2 separate regions of the Zea mays genome follow, and region 1 is linked to region 2. A link is a contact called in public Hi-C data. All regions are on one chromosome and are shown on one strand. The core of a region is the stretch at or near the end of the contact, and the rest is flanking DNA. Distances in the headings are between cores, read along the strand shown. Region 1 holds the start of LOC100285184 (zinc finger, C3HC4 type family protein). Region 2 holds the start of LOC100272912.

Evidence for each region. A called contact is a pair of places that touch in the nucleus more often than the background predicts.
Region 1: a Hi-C map of ear shows a contact between it and region 2, with 2.6 times the contacts expected there. The contact joins the promoter of LOC100285184 here to the promoter of LOC100272912 in region 2. A contact is called at or near these places in 2 of 25 Hi-C or Micro-C datasets (ear and tassel).

Annotation. Positions count from the first base shown.
Region 1 is chr5:76,956,056-76,960,942 of Zm-B73-REFERENCE-NAM-5.0, reverse strand. It overlaps LOC100285184 (zinc finger, C3HC4 type family protein), which reads right to left and starts at 2,519. Exons shown (of 8, transcript NM_001158078.2): 1 at 2,298-2,519; 2 at 984-1,321; 3 at 618-703; 4 at 359-505. The coding sequence starts at 1,266.
Region 2 is chr5:76,190,509-76,195,474 of Zm-B73-REFERENCE-NAM-5.0, reverse strand. It overlaps LOC100272912, which reads left to right and starts at 3,715. Exons shown (of 12, transcript NM_001147364.1): 1 at 3,715-3,885; 2 at 3,998-4,186. The coding sequence starts at 3,805.

The DNA.
Region 1 (4,887 bases), core at 1,270-3,769, 770 kb before region 2:
AAACCACTCGTTGTGCCCCGCCCGTTCCCGGGTTACGTCATGCGCGCCACCCTCCAGCCGGGCTGTTGCAGAGTGGACGGTGACAGCCCGCTGGTGATGGAAGCCAGGGTTCGGGGATTTTCTCGGCCGGGACCATGTTTCGGTCTCTTCTTAGTATAATACCGGGAGGACGGTCTTTCCCACTCCGGCCGAGTTTTTTTTAATAATGCAGCAAACAGAAAATTTGTTATGTATTTCTAGCTTCAGCTAAATCAATGAAATCTGGAAAAGAAAGTGAAAAAATGATTCAGCTCAAAATATGTCAATAGAGAATTACTGGATCTGTTTCCATGGTCTATAAAAGGCGTGAGTATCTCACCAGTTGCACAATAAAGAAGATTAGTGTGTGATCCCTAACAACCAGAAGTTGAAACTTCAATCTTAACCACCATCGATCTGGAGGAACATTTGCACGAAGAAAGAATGCAGCTCGACATTCAGTGCAATGTGAAAATGCAAAACCTTCCTGGGTAATGTGTTACAGACATACTAGGTTAGAGCCAACTAGACTAATAATGATGATTAGGAAGCATCTTTTAAGTCTGCAGTTTAGAGAATAGATGCTCTAGAATCCAGACCTTTGTTGATCTCCAGTTATCAAGACAGGACCTATGGACATACTTCTGCGTTCCCTTGCAACGGCAGGGCGCAATCAAGTCATCACCTACTCCGTGGCAGGTATGCAACAAAACAAACATGAATTAAATATTAAAAAATAACAAGGCATTTCAAATTCCTTAACAACTATCTATCTAAGAAAAGTTCTAATAGTCACCACTATTCTTAAGGCGTCGCCTAGGCAACGCCTAGGCGTCCAAGCGCTCGGGCAAAACTGGCCGCCTTGCTCGCCTTACCCGCCTAGGCGTCGCCTAGGCGCTAAGGCGGTTGTCTGCTGCACTTGCTCGCCTAGGCGCCTTAAGAACACTGATAGTCAAAGAGCAAACCTTCACTATCAAGGCAAATCCGGCATTGAGGAACGTCCTGAATAACAAGGTGAGTTTCTTCATTGGCATCGATATGTTCATTGTCGTTGTCATCATCAACGCTCACTGGGTTGATTTCACATGAGGCTAGATGCTCTGTTGATCTCTCTATCAGGTTTAGTTGTGAACTTGTTGACTGTGAATCTGACACTTCTGCATGATCACAATGGGGCACAAACTGCATCGTCTCTTCTGTTTGAGTGCCATGAGAAGCCAACTGCATGATAAACAGGACCCAAATCATAGCCAGACATCACCAAGCAAGCATTTTGTCAAGCATTTGATAAAAAAACCAGGTCCTGCAAGATAATATGTGGTAGGTAAGTCGTGTACCAATAAGTAGGATGTGCTGAAAGGTTAAAACTGATAAACTACATGTTAAAAATAAATCAATACCACATAAAAATCAAGCCAATTAGAATAAAATGCCCTCATGCACATAATCTATCACAATGATTTTAAGTATGGCTAGCTAGCTGAAACCTAAAGTTTGGTTGGGTCATCACTCATCAGGGATAATATCAGTCTCAGAATATGGAGATGATAAGTCATGTATATGTTAATCAGAGCATGGGTGCTTTTGCTTAGCTTGATATTTCAACCTTTACTCGGTAAAATGAACCAACATACTTGATAGCGAAGCCATTAGGTTCGAACGGTCGGTTTTGTGTTACTTGGTTTTAAAAGATTTGATGTCTGACTGTTCCGTCTGCTTTGCTGGGGCTGACAGGTAAAGCAGTAATATACGGTTCAATCCCATGTTGGGAGCCTATTACTATTGTTTATACTTTTGAGTTTTGATAAGGATCGGTGCACTAGATTTTGCCAGCCACACTACAAAATAAAGTTAGCTACTACTGTGGGGACCAGTGACCAAGGCGAGCCTGACCTCAACCCAGCCACAGCCAGCATCGATGGATATGGATGGAACCAGGAAAGGAGGGAATCGAATTCCAACAGTATATCTGCTCGAACCAAGTATCTCTAGCACATCACCATCTTATCTAGAACCACACAAAACCCCCACGGTTCCAGATACCCATATCCCAGTTATTACTGTCCCGATTCCCCCGCTACCTATGATGCAGCAGCGCCAATCCAGAGCCTTCAGCTGCTGGGTTAGCTACACATACATGCGCATGGGTCCGTCGAAGCGCCCTGCGGGACGACTGCTGACGAGAGTCGAGGAGCAGAGCAGAGCAGAGCAGAACGCGAATCGGCGACCCTAGACGCCGCGGTCGCGCGAGAGGACGGAAGAGGCGCGAGCGTACGTACCTCGTGCGCCCACGCGGGATGTGTCTCCCTCCAATGGGGGTGGGGGGATCAGGCAGAGGCGCGGCGGAGATCTGAGCGCCGGGCGAAGGTGACGAGATAGGAGACGAGCGGCCGGAGGTATGGTATGGTATGGTATGGACGGGTGCGGCCGGCGGGGGGGCGGCGGCGTCAGGTGTCTTGTTCTGGAAGGGAGGGATTCGAGACCGGAGACTTGGAGACGGGAAGATTGGGAATGGAAAGGGTTGGTTGGATTGTCCTGTTGCTCGTCTTGTACTCTTGTTCCCTGCTCCTTCTCCGTCCCGCCCTGCATTGACCTCGACGCGCTCGGTTTGATTTCTTTTTCTCTTTTTTTAAAAAATTTTTGGACCAAGCAGGGATGGCTAAGGGCCTGTTTCTGTTTGGATCTACCTCGGTTTTAAAAAAAAAAACTGATTTCTATACCTGATTTCTAGAAACTGGCTTTTAGATAAAAACTGCACAAAAGTGTTTGAATCAAAAGTTTTTAAAATTTGGTCTCTAGCTTCGACAATGACCGTTGTATCCTTGGCGGAATGCATGAGCAAGAGCGCAGGTCAGATCGATCTGCGGCCGCGCTGAAGGAAACGGAGGCCTGGGCGCTCCCACGAGATGACGAGATGCGTGGAGGAGTCGAGGAGACACGAGTAGAGATGGCAATAGATCTCGTTTCCTAATTCTTTACGGGAATTCATTAGGAAACGGGAAAGTTTTTTATCTCACAGGGATATAAATAGAAAAAAAATCTCTCTAGACCAATAAACGAGAATGGGTACGAGAAAGCATTTCTCATCCATTTTTCATATAGACCCCGTTAAATTTATATATGGTGATATTTTTTATATAATAGTTAATAATAAAAATAAATAATTATATTGTTAAGAGATTAGATGTTATATAAATATGTTTATTTTAATGTGCATAATGATTTTTTATATCTGACACTAATTTCCCGTTTCCATTCCTGGCGTGAGTGTTGCCTCCTGGGCGGTTACAACACGCCTGGATGTAGACCGGACGCCTGGGCGTGGAGTTGGCCGGATTGCTGCTCGGATGAACACGGGGAGGCCTGGGCGCGTGGAGTTGTTGCTCGCGACGGTGGCATTGTTTAGTAATTATTTTCCAACTCATTAAGGGTAGTACGTAATTAGCCAACCAAAACTGGTTTTAGTAAGGGTTAAACAGATTATTGATTTTTAAGAAACCAGGAAACAGGTTTTTGGAAATTGAATAAAAACTATACCTGTGTAAAGGCCTTCTAACTTTTAAAAATCAGTTTATAAGAAACTAGGCAAATCAAAATAGAACCTAAGCTAGTGGAAATAGCTAACAGCCCAACGAATATTGCGCAAGCGTGAAGTCTTCGTGAATCATAGAATCGTAGTCAGTGGCGGTCTGGCGGACATGAAGGGGCCCCTACTATGTTGATAAAACTCCATTGGCTATAGAGGTATAGTATAGATGAGAAAGAAGGAAGAAGAAAAATAGAGAAAAATGAGCCCTCACACTGTTGGAGAAAGAGGTGGAGGTTAGAGGAGAAGAGAAGAGAGGAAAAAAATGAGAGAAACATAAGTCCCTACCAGCTTGTTTTTGTCTTCACCGTCGGTCACTAGTAAATTAGCCCCTCCCTTAGTCTATTCCTGGATCTGGCGCTGGTCGTAGTTGTACGTTTAAACCTGCACGAAGGAGTATAGAGCCATTAATTTTTCCTTTGCCACACCAAAAAAGTATATGATACCACATTCAACTTACGAGGCGTTTGGTCCTTTTATTTTAGAGGATTTGGAATTCACTTAATTAAGTAACATATTTAGCTTGGATTTTGACATTCATCACTTTCTAAAGTTCTGATATAAGCTTATCTCAAATTCATACGGTCGAGGATGTTAAATGATTTTATGTATTACTAGAATTGGTTTCTACTATGTAGCTTACAAGACGATCTTTAACTCATTCATTTATAGTAAAAATATAGCACATAAATATCTCCGACGTCTTGCTAATAATATTATATTGATATATTTTATATAAAACTGAATTAGTTTAATTGATATATGCCTAAATTACTATATTAGAATGGAATTCAATTCCAATGATCTAAACGGGTCGTTAGGGCTTTTAGAAACACCCCGTTTTTAAGAAACTGGTTTATAAAAATTGAGTTGGTTCTGAACATACCAATTTATGTTCCAGTTTATGAAAATTGGATTCCCAATTTTTTAAAAATCAAGAAACTAGGCTATCCTAGCTAATATAGAAGTTTTAAATACCATTAACCAGTTTTTTTATAAACTAGTTTCTAGAAACTAGAAATAGAAACTCGCATTCTTAAAAACTAGTCGATACCAAACAAGGCCTTAATTTGTTGTTATAATTATACACGGTCAATGGTTTATTTAGCAAATTCAGTTTCGTTCCGTCTCTTGGAGAGATGGATTTTAATTTTAGAAGCCAAACTGTGTTATTGTTTGTTGTCTTATCTTATTTGATATTTGGTTCACAGCCATCGAAATACTTTGTTTGCACTTTATTCTATTCACCGGCGTGCCTCTAAATCCAATCAGATTGAGCAAAT
Region 2 (4,966 bases), core at 2,466-4,965:
AGAAAAAAAGATACGACAAGAAGAAGGGCGGTGATGCCCACATGTGTCAGGAATGAGACTCTGATGAGAGCTCCACCGACTCATCCTCCGACGAGGATGCCACCAACATCGCCGTCAAAAAAGCCTCCTCTTCCCCAACGTCGGCCACAAATGCTTCATGGCAAAAGACGACAAAAATAAGAAGGTACAAACTAGAACCACCTCCAAGTATACTACATCTAGTGATGAGAGTAGTTCTAATGAAGATGAGGATGATTTGCTTACACTTTTTGTCAACCTTAACATGCAACAAAAAGAAAAATTAAATGAATTAATAGGAGCCATTCATGAGAAGGATGAACTTTTGGATAGCCAAGAGGAATTCCTTATTAAAGAAAACAAGAAGCATGTTAAAGTAAAAAATGCTTATGCTCAGGAAGTTGAAAAATGTGAGAATTTGACTAAGGAGCTTAGCATGTGCCATGATTCAATCACCAATCTTAGAAATGAAAATGCTAGTTTAAATGGTAAGATTGATAAATTGAATGAATCAATTTCTAGCCTTAGAACTGAAAACACTAGTTTAATTTCTAAGGTTAAAGATTTAAATGTTTGCAATAATACTATTTCCTGTCTTAGAGATGAGAATGCCATATTACATGCTAAGATAGATGAATTAAATGTTTGCAAACCCTCTACATCTACTATTGATCATGTTGCTATTTGTACTAGATGTAGAGATGTTAATATTGACGCTATAAATGATCACCTTGCTTTAATTAAACAACAAAATGATCACATAGATCAATTAACTACTAAAATTTATGAGCATGAGATTGAAAATGAAAAATTTAAATTTGCTAGAAGCATGCTCTATAATGGGAGACGCCCTGGTATTAAGGATGGCATTGGTTTCCAACAGGGAAGCAATGTCAAGCTAAATGCCCCTAAGAAATTGTCTAACTTTGTTAAGGGCAAAGCTCCCATGGTTCAGGATAATGAGGGCTATATTTTATATCCTGCTAATTATCCCGAACACAAAATTAGGAGATTCATGCTATGAAATCTCATTCTGTTTCTCACCATGCTTTTATGTATAAGAATGAGGCTTCTAGCTCTAGGCATTCTACTCATGTTAAAATGCCTAAAAAGAAAACTCCTACTGCATCAAATGAGCCTAACATTTCATTTAAGACTTTTGATGCATCATATGTTTTAACTAACAAATCAGGCAAAATAGTTACCAAATATGTTGGGGGCAAACACAAGGGCTCCAAGACTTGTGTTTGGGTACCCAAGGTGCTTGTTTCTAACATGAAAGGACCCAAGATTGTTTGGGTACCTAAGAACAAGGCCTAAATTGTTTTGCATGTTTATGCATCCGGGGGCTCAAGTTGGATAATTGATAGCGGATGCACAAACCATATGACAGGGGAGAAAAGAATGTTCTCCTCCTACGAGAAAAACGAAGATCCCCAAAGAGCTATCACATTCGGGGATGGAAATCAAGGTTTGGTCAAAGGACTTGGTAAAATTGCTATATCACCTGACCATTCTATTTCTAATGTTTTTCTTGTAGATGCTTTAGATTACAATTTGCTTTCAGTTTCTCAATTATGCAAAATGGGCTACAACTGTCTTTTTACAGATATAGGTGTTACTGTCTTTAAAAGCAGTGATGATTCAGTAGCATTCAAGGGAGTGTTAGAGGGTCAGCTATACTTGGTTGATTTTAACAAAGCTGAACTTGACACTTATTTAATTGCTAAGACTAATATGGGTTGGCTCTGGCATCGCTGACTAGCCCATGTTGGAATGAAGAATCTCCACAAACTTCTAAAGGGAGAGCATATTTTGGGACTAATAAATGTTTATTTTGAGAAAGACAGGATTTGTAGCGCATGTCAAGCAGGAAAGCAAGTTGGCACCCTCCATCCACACAAAAACATAATGACAACGGACAGGCCACTGGAGCTACTCCACATGGATCTATTTGGCCCGATTGCCTACATAAGCATCGGCGGGAGTAAGTACTGTCTAGTAATTGTGGATGACTATTCTCGCTTCACTCATGAGAAGCCTCTCATATTTTTTTTCTTTACAGCGAACCAAAAAGAAAGTATTCAACATACCAATGAAGGTAGGTAAGATACATTATGTAAATAAGCAAGAAAATTATACAATATGCAACCACTAAATTATTCTATGAACACATAACTATTCTTAACATATAAAACCATGGAAAAAGAAACTTACAAAAGAAACATATAGAATAGCATGGGAAAAGTGTAGTGTCTTTTCACGTTGACTAGATGATAGTATGTCCCCAATGTGTGCAATCTGCTAATTTTGGACAATCAAATATTCGATAGTACTTTGAAGCAGTGAAGAGGCATGGAATGATGTAGTAGCACAATCTGTAACTTGCAAGTTAATTCAATGAATGTGACGACTCTTAACTTAAGACAGTAGTAGAATAATTCTTGGTATATATAAGCAGTGAAGAATGTGACAGTGAATTTGCAATAGTAGATAGCAAGCAGAATCACCTTGCAAGACCATTCTGGCCGAAAAATTTGTAGTGATGTCAGGTAGGAAGCTCAGTGGAGAACCAGATATAAGTTGGTAAATAATTACAATGTTTCTCACAGAGAATTATTGTTTATGTAAGAAGTGATTGAAAGAATGCTAACTAACTTATCAAAGCATTGTAATGCTTAACCACAAAGTTGCTAATCACGCTTCATATCAGAATATTATTAGAGGAAATTAAATTCAGGTAAATATGTGGCACTGAATAAATGGTAGCACCCAGGCGGGGGAAGAGGGTGGGGGACGAAGCACCGAGGAAGGTGGTAGTTGGTTTTCCTACCTCAGGCCGGGACACAGGCGACGACGTGGCCGCGGCACGACGCACACGCAGGGCACAACGTGGTCGGCGACGGGGGGGGGGGGGGGGGCGCAAAGGCACGGTAGCAGCACTGCTAGATCGGCGAGCGGGCGACGCGGGCTGCGTCGCGGTGTGGCCGCGCCGCGGACAGGCGCATAGCGAGGCCACACGGACACGACACGCGACAAGGCGGTGGCGTGTGCGGCCACGTCAGCGGTGTTTACCGGGGGGCACGAAGCACCCAAGGAGCGGCACAGACGGAGTTTTGAGGCTTGGTAGGGGCTGCAGACTTCGCGGCGACGGTGCACAAGGGAGCGTCGGAGCAACGATGTGGCGTTTGAGACCAAGGAGGGAAGGGAGGGGCTTGCTGCGCTCCTGCTCCCAGTTCTGCTGCACGCGACGGCCGCAGTGGGGAGGGGACGAGGGGGCTTTTGCAAGACATGGAGGTGGGGACGCCGGACGCTCACAGGTGATAGGAAGCTTCGAGAGAAGCCGTACGGTCGCAGGCTCGCAGCTGTAGACGTTGGGACGACTTCATGTTCTTTTGGCCGTTAGATAAGGAACCTGTGGTCAAAATCAAAAGTGTTGTCGTGGACACATGTGTGAGCGGAAATCTGTTCTGCTTTAATAATAAGAAAATTTATAGAGAAACAGATACCCCTCCTCTCCTACTCACACAGTCACACTGCAATAATAACCGAGTAAGATGACGAAGAATTCGGCCCAACCATATGCGGAGGCCCAACCATAGCTCTCACACGGCCTTATAACAGCCCAAAGCGGCCCACTGGAGGCGGCAACACGTCTTCCACAAGAGTGAGTGTGAGACCAGTCGTCACCGTCCTCCACTCCCAAATTTGTTGCCTTGAGGCGGCGGCCGGCGGGAGAGAGCAGCTCTAGAGAGAACAGAGAGCGCATAACTAGCGGCGGCGGCGATGAGGATAGAGGAGGTGCAATCGACCTCGAAGAAGCAGCGCATCGCCACCCACACTCACATCAAGGGCCTCGGCCTCGACGTAGCTGCCCGCTCCTCATCCTTCCCCCTCTGTTTGTCCTAGGGTTTTAGCTATTCTGTGTGTATGCGTAGTAGCCCCTCACTTTCTTATTCTTCTTCTTCTTGCGAAGCAGGCCAATGGAATGTCGATGCCGTTGGCGGCGGGGTTCGTGGGCCAGGCGGCGGCGCGCGAGGCGGCCGGGCTGGCGGTCGACATGATCCGCCAGAAGAAGATGGCCGGTCGCGCGCTGCTCCTTGCGGGCCCGCCCGCCACGGGCAAAACGGCGCTAGCGCTCGGCATAGCGCAGGAGCTCGGCAGCAAGGTCCGTGCGCCTAGTGGCTTATATTTGTTTTCTGGTACTTCGAAGAAATGATTTTATTGCTTCGCCATTTTTCTCTGTTGTGGGTCACATGAGTGGAGCCTGACAAGGGATAAACTAGGGATGAAAGTGGGTATCCGAATTGTTGGGACAAATTTAATATTTTAAAATAGATATGCATTAAATTTGGTGCTCATCTTTTCTTATGTTATCAATCACACTATTATGAACAAAAACATTTTGTCTCTGGTTGGGCTGTTGCGGAGTGGAGGGTTGATGCCGGCCCGTTAGTGATGGGGGCCAGGGTTCAGGGATTTTCTCGGCCGGTACCATTGTTTCGGTCTCTTAATAGGCGGTCATTCCCTCCCCGATTGAGTTTACTGTACCAGGAGGTCTCTCCCTCTCTAATATATATACACAGGTTAGACCTAGGACCAAGCCATTAACTAAGACGGTGTTCCCCCTATTAGGGAACATGGTTTGTTAGCCTCCTAAGACTCAGTCAGTTCTTTGACTAAGCCCAAGACCAACCCTAACAGTTTGGTGAACAAGCTCTGGGTGGGCAGGAAAAAGAACAGTTTAGCTAATTCATAGGTATCTTGAGGTATTGTAGCACACCTAATGTCATTTTAGCCGCATGGTTCGAGTTTTATGTTCATCTAGCTTAACTGGGTGTTCTGGTGGGACAGTTTGTCTGAAAAATGTTACTGATGTTGATAAGCTGTGATGCTTGCTGGATTCACTGTAGCATTTATGCTATAATCTTCTGATGTTTCCTTCCCC